Regions from separate parts of the Canis lupus genome. Here region 2 is linked to region 1. The links are chromatin contacts, called in public Hi-C maps. All regions are on one chromosome and are shown on one strand. The core of a region is the stretch at or near the end of the contact, and the rest is flanking DNA. Distances in the headings are between cores, read along the strand shown.

Region 1 (5,174 bases), core at 960-3,459:
GATCACGCCCTGGGCTGAAGGTGGTGCTAAACCGCTGAGCCACCTGGGCTGCCCGCTTACCTTTTTTTTTTTTTTTTTTTTAAAGGGAATTCTGTAAATACTACAGGTTCACTTTCGTAAGAGAAAACAGCTGCCTTGTTGGCATGACACAACACAGCTCTACTTATTACCGCATTTTCTTCATCAGAGAGGCAGCTGTGAGCAGAGCTGGACATCGAGCTGCTTTTCATTTCCCAGTCCTTTTCCAGCAGGGGTTTCCATCCAGCTTTGCGTGGGCACCCTTAGCTCCAGCCACCACCCTCTCTGCCCTGGGCAACTGTGACAGCTTCCTTACTGGTCTCATCTTGTCCCTTCTTGTGCCCCTTCCATCCGTTCCCCTGCCCCAGCTGCCAGAGGAAGCATCTTGAAATCCCAATCTGAGCATGCCACCGTCCCCTGCAACCCTCCAGGGTCGTCCCCGGGCCCCATTGCTCTGAGGATCAACCTTCCTTCCCTCCCAACCTCATCATGCCCACACCCCACCCTCAGCCCCGGCCCCCAGCCCGCAGGACTTTGCACAAAGTCATCCACTGGCTAATTCGCTGAGTAACGTCTCACCCTCACGCTAGAATCCAAGGTCCATGACCGGGAGCGTATCTGTCTTGCTCACCACATTACTACTGTTCGGGGTCTGTAATGTCACCAGGAGAGCTGGATGGATGGACACAAGCTTGTGCCCGGCTCCCCTCGGGGAGGTCACTGGGACGTGGAGCTTTTAGCCACCAGAGGGCAGTGTTGGAGCACAGTTTGGATGAAGACCCTCGGGGGAAGGACCCGGTGCACGGGCTGAGCCAGAGGGTGCTTCCCTGCGTGCGAAGGGCTCTGGCTCTGGCCTCGCCTGCCCAGCGCGAGGCATTAGGTCACCTCTTATTTTTGCAAATGTAACATCACATCAAACAGAGGGCGGGGAGTGGGAGAAACGTAATTGTATCACAAACCTCATTCTTACCCCAGATAAGCCCTAACAATCGTCCTCGACTCTATGTACGGCGCCGCAGCTGGTGATACACAAACCAAATCAAACCCACTGTGAATCCCCAGGAGGTTCTGCAAGCCGCTCAGGGAGTTATAAATACTAGCGCTGCCCTCAGCGCAGGAAGCAGCTCATTGTCCCTTTCCTATAACACAAGCACTCTGAGGTCAGAAAGGGAATGGAAAATTTTTTTTTTAAATGCGAAGAAGTAAAATGCAAGGGAGAAGAAAAAAAGGCAAGACTGCGCTGCCTGTGGATTGTCGATTGTGGGATGACAGTGATTGTGGGGTGACAGTCCGAGCAGCACGGCCCGCCCCCCGCAGGCTGCAGTACCTCCAGCTTGGCCAGCTCCTCCCCGTGGTGGAGGATGCGGAAGGAGTACAGGTGGTCGGGGCTCGGGTCCGGGACCACCTCACAGCCCAGCAGGCTGACGGGCTGCTGGGCCACCTTGCTCCGGTTCCGGTCCTGGAAGAAGTGCAGGTGGCTGTCCCTGACGGAGCACCAGCGTGACTTCCACTGGCTGTTCACCAGCACGTTCAGGTAACCTGCGGGAGGGGACGAGGGTGTCCAGGGCTGCGCCACCCCCGCGCCTCCCAGCGTCTCCCCCAGAATCGCAGGTCCGAGACCCATCACCGCTCTGCCCGAGGAGCTTTCTCACCCCGAAGGGGCTGGATCTCAGCACGTCCCCCCCTCCCCGCCCCTGCATGCGGCCGGACCCCGGCAACGTGGGCTGCACGGCTCCCCTGCGTCTCGGACCGCGTCTGTCCCCGGGGAAGGAGCCGTGTCGTTGTCTAGAGCAGGCTGGCTGGGTCTGGTACAGGACAAGGCTCCCCTCACCCCACCCCTGTCATGCCCCCACCGGCAGCGGCCCTCCTCCCCAGACTCCGGTCACTTAGGCCACGTGCAGGAAGGTCCCCAGCCAGGGGCACCTGGCGGCAGGTGCAGTCAGTCCTCTGGCCTCCACAGCCTTAGCCTCCGGGTCACTCAGCCTCAGCCCGCAAAGGGCTGCCCCCCTTGGCCGGCTCCCTCTCCTCCTCCCAAACGCAGCCAGCCTCGCTTGACCCTCCCTGGGTCCTGCACTCCCTGCTCTGTCTTCCTTCCGAACCTGTGGATCCCAGAACAGTGAGACCTGCTTGCGTACAGCCTCCCCCAGCGGACACGGAGCTTCTCAAGGGCAGGAACTTGCCCCCTTCACCTCCAGCGCCCAGGGTGTGTGCCCGTGGCCTCTCGGCCAGGAGCCGCCCTCTCTGTCGGCATGCAGCGGCTGCCAGCACTGGGCTGCGTCCATCATGCCATCCTTTATTGTTCTCAGGTGGTTGCACGTGTTGGGTTCGGCTTCCTAAGAGGAGGACAAGCCTTTCCCTTTGCCCCCCACTCAGAGGAACATTTACGGAGCTGACACCATGTGCCAAGCACAGCCTTGTCCCCAGGGCTACAAAGATGCATAAAATCCAGTCCCTGCACCCCCGTGTGCTGAGCATTCACACCTCTCCATGCTGCCCACCTTCCCAGAGGGACTGGCCTACAAAGTGGACGCCTTCTCCATTCTAGAGGATTGCAGCTGCTCTGAGCCTTAACTGGGATGGACAAGGCCACCCTCCCGCCCACCCAGTGCTGGGCCAAGAGTGGAGATCGTGAGTTTCTCAGAGCCACACGAACAGTAGCAAAGTAGAAGAATTCACGCCCCAGACCTAGGAAACCTGGCTCATCCAGGCAAGTGCCCCACTGCCCATCTCAGTTCTCTGGACCAAAGAGAACTCTGAGTCAAGAAAGCAGGGAGCTCAGATGCCAAGTCTGTTCTCTGTCACCCTTTCCCTAGCCACTGGGGACAGGAGCATGCTTCACTGCTGAAGAGACTTCCAACAATAAGCCAGCCACCTCTCTCCCAGTGGGACTCACTGAGACCAGGTTTCTGTGCCAAACACGGTGCCCCCCCGAGGCTGCAGGGGCTGGCAATGCTGGGGCACTGCCCGGTGTCCCGCCCAGAGAATTAAGAGGCTCCCAGCGTGAGGCTCCCATCCGATGACTTCCGGTTCCACCCACTCTGCCAGCCTCACAAGCCAGACCTGGACTGGGACTCGGGAAAGGAGCCCAGGGCTGGCACAAGGGATCCACGAGGAACAGCCTTCAGGCCCTGGGAAGAGCCAGAGCAGTGAGTCCCCGGTTAGAGCCAGGACAGAGGCTCCCCCAGCATATTTCCTGGGAAAGGCCTCAGTTTCCTCAAGGCAGAATGAGGGGAGTAGAGCTGACCTCTGTGAGCCTAGCAGCACCCACACACCCCCTCCGTACCAGCAGCACGGGCTTCCGTCGCCCTAAGGGACCTCACTGTCCCTATCTCTGAGCCCTTGCTGCTGCCCAGAGATGCCACCTCAGCCTATTCAGCTCCAGCCCGATCTTCAGGACTCAGAGGGTCCAACCTTGGATGGGAATGTTCTTTCTGTCCCTGGAAAGAACCCCTTACCGCTGCTACGATGACACGGCGTGTGGTTTAGGGGTATGAAGCCAGCACGGCTCTCGGGTGTGAGCTCTCAGGACCTGTTCTCCCTCTGCAGGGTCCCCTCCCCTAGCACCGCTCGCCGCGCTCCTTCAATGCTCATCAAAAGAGCAGAACTTTTTAAAGACCACTGGGAGGACCCTCGCGCAAAGGCTCAAGCACCACAGCAGGCAGCTGAACCACCTGCAGCGAAGGTCAAGAAACCTAGAGCCGCGGCTCTGCCCTCCCAAGAGATGGTCAGGGCGAGACCCAAGTCCCTGCCTGCGCGGTCCCAGCCGCCTTCCTGGAGACGGGCTCCGGCCCGGTGGGTGAGCCCGCAGGGCCTGCAGGTGGCTACGGTGCTTACTGGATGTCTCGAGGGACCTGTCCGGAGGCTCCAGCGAGGTAGATTTCTTCCTGCCCAGATTCATTAGGTTGCTCAGTTTGAGGCCAGGAGAAGATTTCTTCTTGACTGTCAACATGAGAGAAAAAGCCGTCAGCATTGCAACAGCCCACTGACAGGCCGCAGCGAAAGATGGAAACAGCAGACCCATTCCCATTGCCTCTGCACCTCCCCGTGTGTGTGTGCACATGCACACTCACACACACACATGCACACACGCATACATGTACCCACACTCTGCTGCCCAAACCGGGATCCACAGTCCAGAGTCAGGTATCCCTGGAATCAAACACTCAAGAAGGGGGCACATCAACTCATTTGTTTTTTTAAAAATAATTTCTATTTTTAAAAAAGAGTTATGTGGGGATCCCTGGGTGGCTCAGTGGTTTGGCGCCCGCCATCGGCCCAGGGTGTGATCCTGGAGTCCCGGGATCGAGTCCCGTATCAGGCTCCCTGCATGGAGCTTACTTCTCCCTCTGCCTGCGTCTCTGCCTCTCTCTCTCTCTCTGTGTGTCTCTCATGAATAAATAAATAAAATCTTAAAAAAAAAAAGAGTTATGTATTTGAGAGAGAGGGACAGAGACAGAGGGAGTGCAAGCACAGGCAGGAAGGGCAGAGGGAGAGGGAGAATGTCAAACAGACACCCCACTGGGCACGGAGCCGGAAGCGGAGCTCGATCCCACGACCCTGAGATCATGACCTGAGCCCAAATCAAGAGTCACACAATCAACCCACTGAGCCACCCAGGCGCCCCACACCAACTCCCCTCATAGACTATGTCAGCACTTGAGAATCTTCACAGACTGCATTGGCCCAAAGAGCTGGGGTCAAAAAAAAAAAAAAAGAGCTGGGGTCAAGGGTTAGCAGCAAACAAGGAGAGATGCAAGAATATTCTACTCCTAGCAATTCATAAAACTTGACTTCAATTTGCTCATCCCTCCCTTCTTCCTGGGCTTATCAGCTGTGTTATTTCCAAGCAGTTTAGAAGTTGGAGGCATGTTGCAAGCAGCTGTTAAAACCCATGAGGCATGAGCCAGACAGCCATGTCTCGCAGCCTGGGACACCCTCCCCCTCCCGAGCCCAGGCTGACAGCCACAAGCATCGGTACCATCTTTGGCCTCTGGAACCTCAGGGTGGCCATCTATGGAGCTTCCATATTCCGAGGCTGACAGGTACTTCTCCATTATATCTAGCTGTGGAAAAGAGAGACAAGTGGGTGATCTTGTCTGGGAATGGTTACCTGGGGGATCACAATGTAAGAGAAACTAATAGATAGCTTTTGGGTG
Region 2 (5,174 bases), core at 1,354-3,853, 200 kb after region 1:
AGAAGACACAGAAGGAAGGTCATGTAAACATGAGGGTAGAGATCAGGGTCACGTAGCGAGAGGCCACCATAACCTGGAAGGGGCAAGGGAGATTCCCCTTGAGAGCCCCTGGAGGGAGTGTGGCCCTGCTCACACCTCGGGTTTGGACTTCTGGCCTCTAGAACTGTGAGAGGATAAGTTTCTGTGGTGTTAAAGCTCCCGCTGTTAGAGCAGGTACAGGAAACTGTACAATCTCTATGGATAAAATCAATCAGAAAAAACAACAGTAACAGAAAAATAAGGATCACAGAATGGAGAAGCAAAATGTGGTATATCCGTATAACGGACCATTTTTCAGTCTTGAAGGAAATTCTGGAACATGCTACAACATGGATGAACCTCGAGGACATTATGCAAAGTAAAATAGCCAGTCACACACACACATAAATACTACATGATTCTACCTATATGAGGTGCCAAAGTAGTCAAATTCATAAAGACAGAGAATAGGATGGTTGATGTCGAGGTCTGAGGGGGAGAGGGGGATGGGGATTTACTGTTTAGTAAGTATATAGTGTTTCCATTTTACAAGACGTAAAGCGTCATGGAGATGGATGGTGGTGATGGTTGCACAACAGTATGGATATATTTAATACCAATGAACTGTACACTTAAAGATGATTAAGATGGTAAATTTCATGTTATGTGCATTTGACCACATATTTTAAATAGAAGGGGGAAAAAAATCCCAAAAGGCAAGGATCACAGCCTTTATAAATTACAATCATAATGTTTCAATGATAGGGTCTGAGAATGAAGTCATGGGAGGAGGGCAGTCTTGAGATCCATCCTGTTTTATATTGGTACCCAAGCCAAGCTGACTCAGAAAGGGTCACGTGTCAGTGTGCTACACAGGCAGGACATTTTTCTAGATCACACCCTTCTGGGGAGGTCGGCATGCCTGCTGGGTGGGTCTTGACTCTACTATGAGGCCCCAGGCGCTGTGTGGAAAGCTTCCATGGACTTCCACCTTACAGACAGATGGCCCTCGCTGAAATTGGAAGCCAGTCTGGTGAGAAGCTCCTGCAGCTACAGTGAACACCCCCTTCAGGGGGAGGGAACGGGAATAAGCAGATGTTTCTTCAAAGTGCCATGTTCTTGGACCTAGTGTATTTTTCTCAATCCTTCTCATGGTGGCTGAACTAAATCTGAAGTAATCTACAGCAGCCCCCTGCCTACCTACCTCCCCAACTCTTTTTGGGGAACATTTCCATACGTGGACTGAGACAGCTGTTTTGGCCCGCATCTACTGTAAACGTGGCTGGCTCAAATCTGAGGACTACGCTCGGTGTCTTCCCACTGTTTTTCCTACAGCCAAACATCTGGGAGATGGTTCTGATATTTTATTACTGTTTTAAAATGCAATTTCCCGATTGCTCCCAACTCAATGGGTTTATTTCTGTCTTACACAGATCAAATTTGGGACTCCAAAGGAAATGCTATGGGGCCCTACTCAGAGCTCTGGAGAAGGATGAGAGATGTTCAGGGGACAAGTGGTTGGGGGCACCTACCACTGCACTTTGAGTCTTGGGATCTGACCACCTGGACTTCATGCTGGACTCTGGATAGCACACAACCATCTTCTCCAATAGCTTTCCTACAGAGGTGCTTCACCGAGGGCCAAAAACCCAGCATTTGACCACACTTGGGCCAACTATTAAAACCACTGGAAAGACCATGAAAACTTCTCCTCCCACCCAACTATGTGTGGAGGGTGGGTCTCCCTTGCATCAGTACTTTCAAAGTTCTATGCACTGAGTTCTGCAGTCGTCTCCTGTCTCTACCCTCACCCCCTTTCCAAACATTTTTTTTTTTAATTTGAGGTAAAATTCACATGCCATAAAATTGACCATTTAAATGTGAATAACCCTGTGGCATCTAGGATAGTCACAATGTTGTGCATTTATTACCTCTATCTTGTTCTAAAACATGTCATCACTCCAGCTGGGTCTCAATGGTTATTCTTATCCCACCCCCTACCCCCCAACACCCAGGCAACCACCAGTCTGCTTTCTGTCTCTATGGGTTTATCTCTTCTGGATATTTCATCTAAATGGAAGCAAACCATATGTACCTGAGCTGAAACCAAGAGTCAGATGCTTAATGACTGAGCCACTCAGGTCCCCCGTGCATTCCTGACACAGCAGTGTGATCCAGTCACATTCAGCTCCAACTGCAATCACTTCAATGGCTTCCCACCATTCTTAGGATAAAGACCAAAGTCCTGACTATGACTCTCGAAGTCCTCATGCTCTGAGCCCTCCCCACTCCCTTAGCATCATCTCTCACACCTGCCCTCCTGTCCATCTGACTTTTTTTGTTTGTGCTGTGCTTGTCCTCACTTCTGGGCCTCTGTGGGGGCTGCTCCTTTTTGGAACCGCCTTCCCCTGGGTAAAAGACAACTGCCTGAAACAGTCACTTCCTTATCTCCCAAATCTAATTAGCTACACTAGGTCCTAGCACAGAGCCAACACTGGCCCTTCTGTGTTTCCTGGAAAGAAAGGCACCCCAGAGCTTGCCGTGGGATTAGGAAAGCTATGCTAGACCTCACTGCATAACCCCACAGACGCTGCCCATAGACACAGGGGGGCCTCTCAGATTTATGTGCAGTGTCTCTGAAACACACCCTGCTGGGAGGTTTGAATATGGTTATGTGGATTTGGTGCCCCGTCTGTCAAAGCTGTAGGACCAGTTGGTCGCCTTCCCAGCTGCTAGGCATCCTGACTTACCTCTGCCCAGAACACATTCTCCACCCTGAAACATGGGACAGATATGAGGTAATCTCTTTTGTTTAAAATTTTTTGTTGTTTTTGTTAAATCAGATCTTGTTAACTAATGCCCCACAGGCCAGGGAGAAGTGGGGCAGTGACTCCCTCTGAACTCTGGCCCCTAAATCCACAGTTTGGGCTCTGGTCCAAGAGGGGGCTCTGCTCAGCCCAGAGGCAGCAGTTGGTGGGGGTGAGGTGCGGGGGTGAGGCACTGCTGAGAAAGCAGGAACCAGGCTCTGTGGCTTGAGACATTCACACCTGAACCTGACAGGTTTGAGCTCAGCCCAAGCCACAGGGCGTTCTGGGTCACACAGGATGTGGTTTTTTTAAGGGTGGGGAAGTGTATGCCTTCACCTTTCACCCACCCTTCCTTTGCTTCAGTACTTTGCCCCTGCTCCGAGTCTGTAGACTCTCACAAGCACACACATACATGCAAGAGCGCACATGCACACGCACAGACACCTGCTCCCACACAGGTACATGTGCATGCGTGTACAGGTCACACACTGATGCACAGACACACACACAGGCACACATTGGCTCTAATACGCTCTCCGTTTCCTATTTTCTGACTTCTAAAACTAAAAGTAGTCTCATAAAACCCTTCCTTCTCCATAATTCCTCCTAGTCCCTCTATCACTTTTGATAAACTCCCCATCATTCCAATGTCGCATGAACATTTAGTAGAAACTGCCTGTGAAGACAATCCGACGCGTAAAATCTCGACAAATACTTTCTTTCCTCCAGAGGTGAAGATGAAAAAAAAAAAAAAATGGAACAAGAGCCTCTTTTGTGTTTTTGAAGAGTCTGAGGAAAATGATGGTAGCTTTAACGGGAGCCTGGCTGTCACTTACCTCCAGGACTTTCCCTGTGATAAACTGGTGACAGGCTTCGCATTTCACCCCAAAGAGCCCCTGGTAGTCCTTTTCACAGTACGGAGCGCCATCCCTGCAACACAGAAGGGTGTTCAGCTCCTGAGAGGGGGTCAAGGGGGCAGGGAAGACACCAGGACCATAATTCTCTGAGCCCTTCTCCACGGAATGGTAGCAGACCATATTTCTCCCCCACCCAGCCTTCACAGGCCTGGAGATCTGGTCAGACATGATCCCAATGCAGGAAACCAGACGATGTGGACGGAGGGCTGTTTCTCTGGGCTATGCAGAAATTACAGCCGAATCACCATACGATTAGCACTGCTGCTTCCCTGTTGTCTCAGAACTAACTAGCAAAAGTGCTGGCACCATTCCCCTTCCTCACCAGGCCAGATGGGCGTCAGATGTGGTGTCAGGGTTCACCCTCCTCTGAGGAGGCCCCAGGGCCACCTTCCCCTCATCGCCTCCTTGAGCTCACATGCCAGCACCTCCCGGCAGCGCTGAGACGCCATGTCTTCAGCCCTCAGGAGGCCCGAGGGGTGCAGGGCCGTCTCATCCAGCCTCTCAAGACCTCCTTAATTTACCTCAGAGCACAGTAAAAATGTTTTCTATGTGTGCCATTAAGTGGAAAAGTCAAAAAAGCACCACTGTACACAGCCTTCCGGGTTACTTTAAGAGCTGAGCATTTCCTCCCTCCTTCTTACTTTAGTTGTGCATCAAGAAATCACCTGTGATGTGTCTTCCTTCTGATATAGGTGTTTTGGCTTCTCCCTGACATGCCGACCTAGATTTCTAGGGGATGGGGCCCATGCTATTTTTTTTGTTTCACTCTATTCTTAAATTATTATTAAATTCACTTTATTTTTTTTTTTTTGAGTAGCTAATATAGCATAGAAAGTTTTATAGGGGAAAATTTTCCCTCATTGCCACTGTACCCCCATATTCATTCCTTTTTTTCTTTAAAGGTAACCACTGTAACTACTTTCTTTAAGCTACATTAAAAAAAAAAAAAAAAAAAAACCGGAACAATACAACACTCCACTTTGGATATTATCCACACAAGCATCTGATTCTAATATGAGCCCCCTCCCTGGGTGGGTGTTTTTTGTACATTGGTCCTCATGGGCTCAGGGTTTAGACCCTATGTGGTTTTTTAGGGTGGGGGAGTGTCTACAAATACATTCAAGTCCCCTTCCCGAGAGCAGGGCCCACTGGACCCCTGGGCCTTGCCTCCAGCCTTACTTGCTGATGTACTCTCCGGTGAGAACCTTCCCACAGGACTTGCATTTAAAGCACCCCAAGTGCCACTGCTTTTCCAGGGCCAGCAGGGCCTGCCCATTCTTGATATCTCTTCCACAGCCAGCACAATCTAGAAAAGAGCAGAGGCCAGCAGTTACCCCACATTTGTTTTGCTAAATCCAAGCATGCAGGTCCCAGTGTGCGCCCATCCCACACTCAACAAATATCTACTTAAGCACCGTGTCATTCCACTCTC

Evidence for each region. Hi-C and Micro-C count contacts between places; a contact is called where the count stands out from the background.
Region 2: a contact with region 1 is called in a Hi-C map of skin fibroblasts, with 2.8 times the contacts expected there. The contact joins two enhancer-like sites. A contact is called at or near these places in 2 of 9 Hi-C or Micro-C datasets (amygdala and skin fibroblasts).

What each region holds. Positions count from the first base shown.
Region 1 is chr28:25,443,127-25,448,300 of UU_Cfam_GSD_1.0, forward strand. It overlaps AFAP1L2 (actin filament-associated protein 1-like 2), which reads right to left. Exons shown (of 21, transcript XM_038578857.1): 10 at 4,997-5,081; 11 at 3,853-3,957; 12 at 1,346-1,557. Among named protein-coding and RNA genes, the nearest start is that of AFAP1L2, 46 kb to the right of the region's middle. Within about 2 kb of position 2,210, at least 3 of the 20 cell types and tissues checked have an H3K27ac peak or open chromatin away from gene starts, as enhancers often do.
Region 2 is chr28:25,646,763-25,651,936 of UU_Cfam_GSD_1.0, forward strand. It overlaps ABLIM1 (actin-binding LIM protein 1), which reads right to left. Exons shown (of 26, transcript XM_038578864.1): 6 at 4,922-5,048; 7 at 3,662-3,755. Among named protein-coding and RNA genes, the nearest start is that of AFAP1L2, 160 kb to the left of the region's middle. Within about 2 kb of position 2,604, at least 8 of the 20 cell types and tissues checked have an H3K27ac peak or open chromatin away from gene starts, as enhancers often do.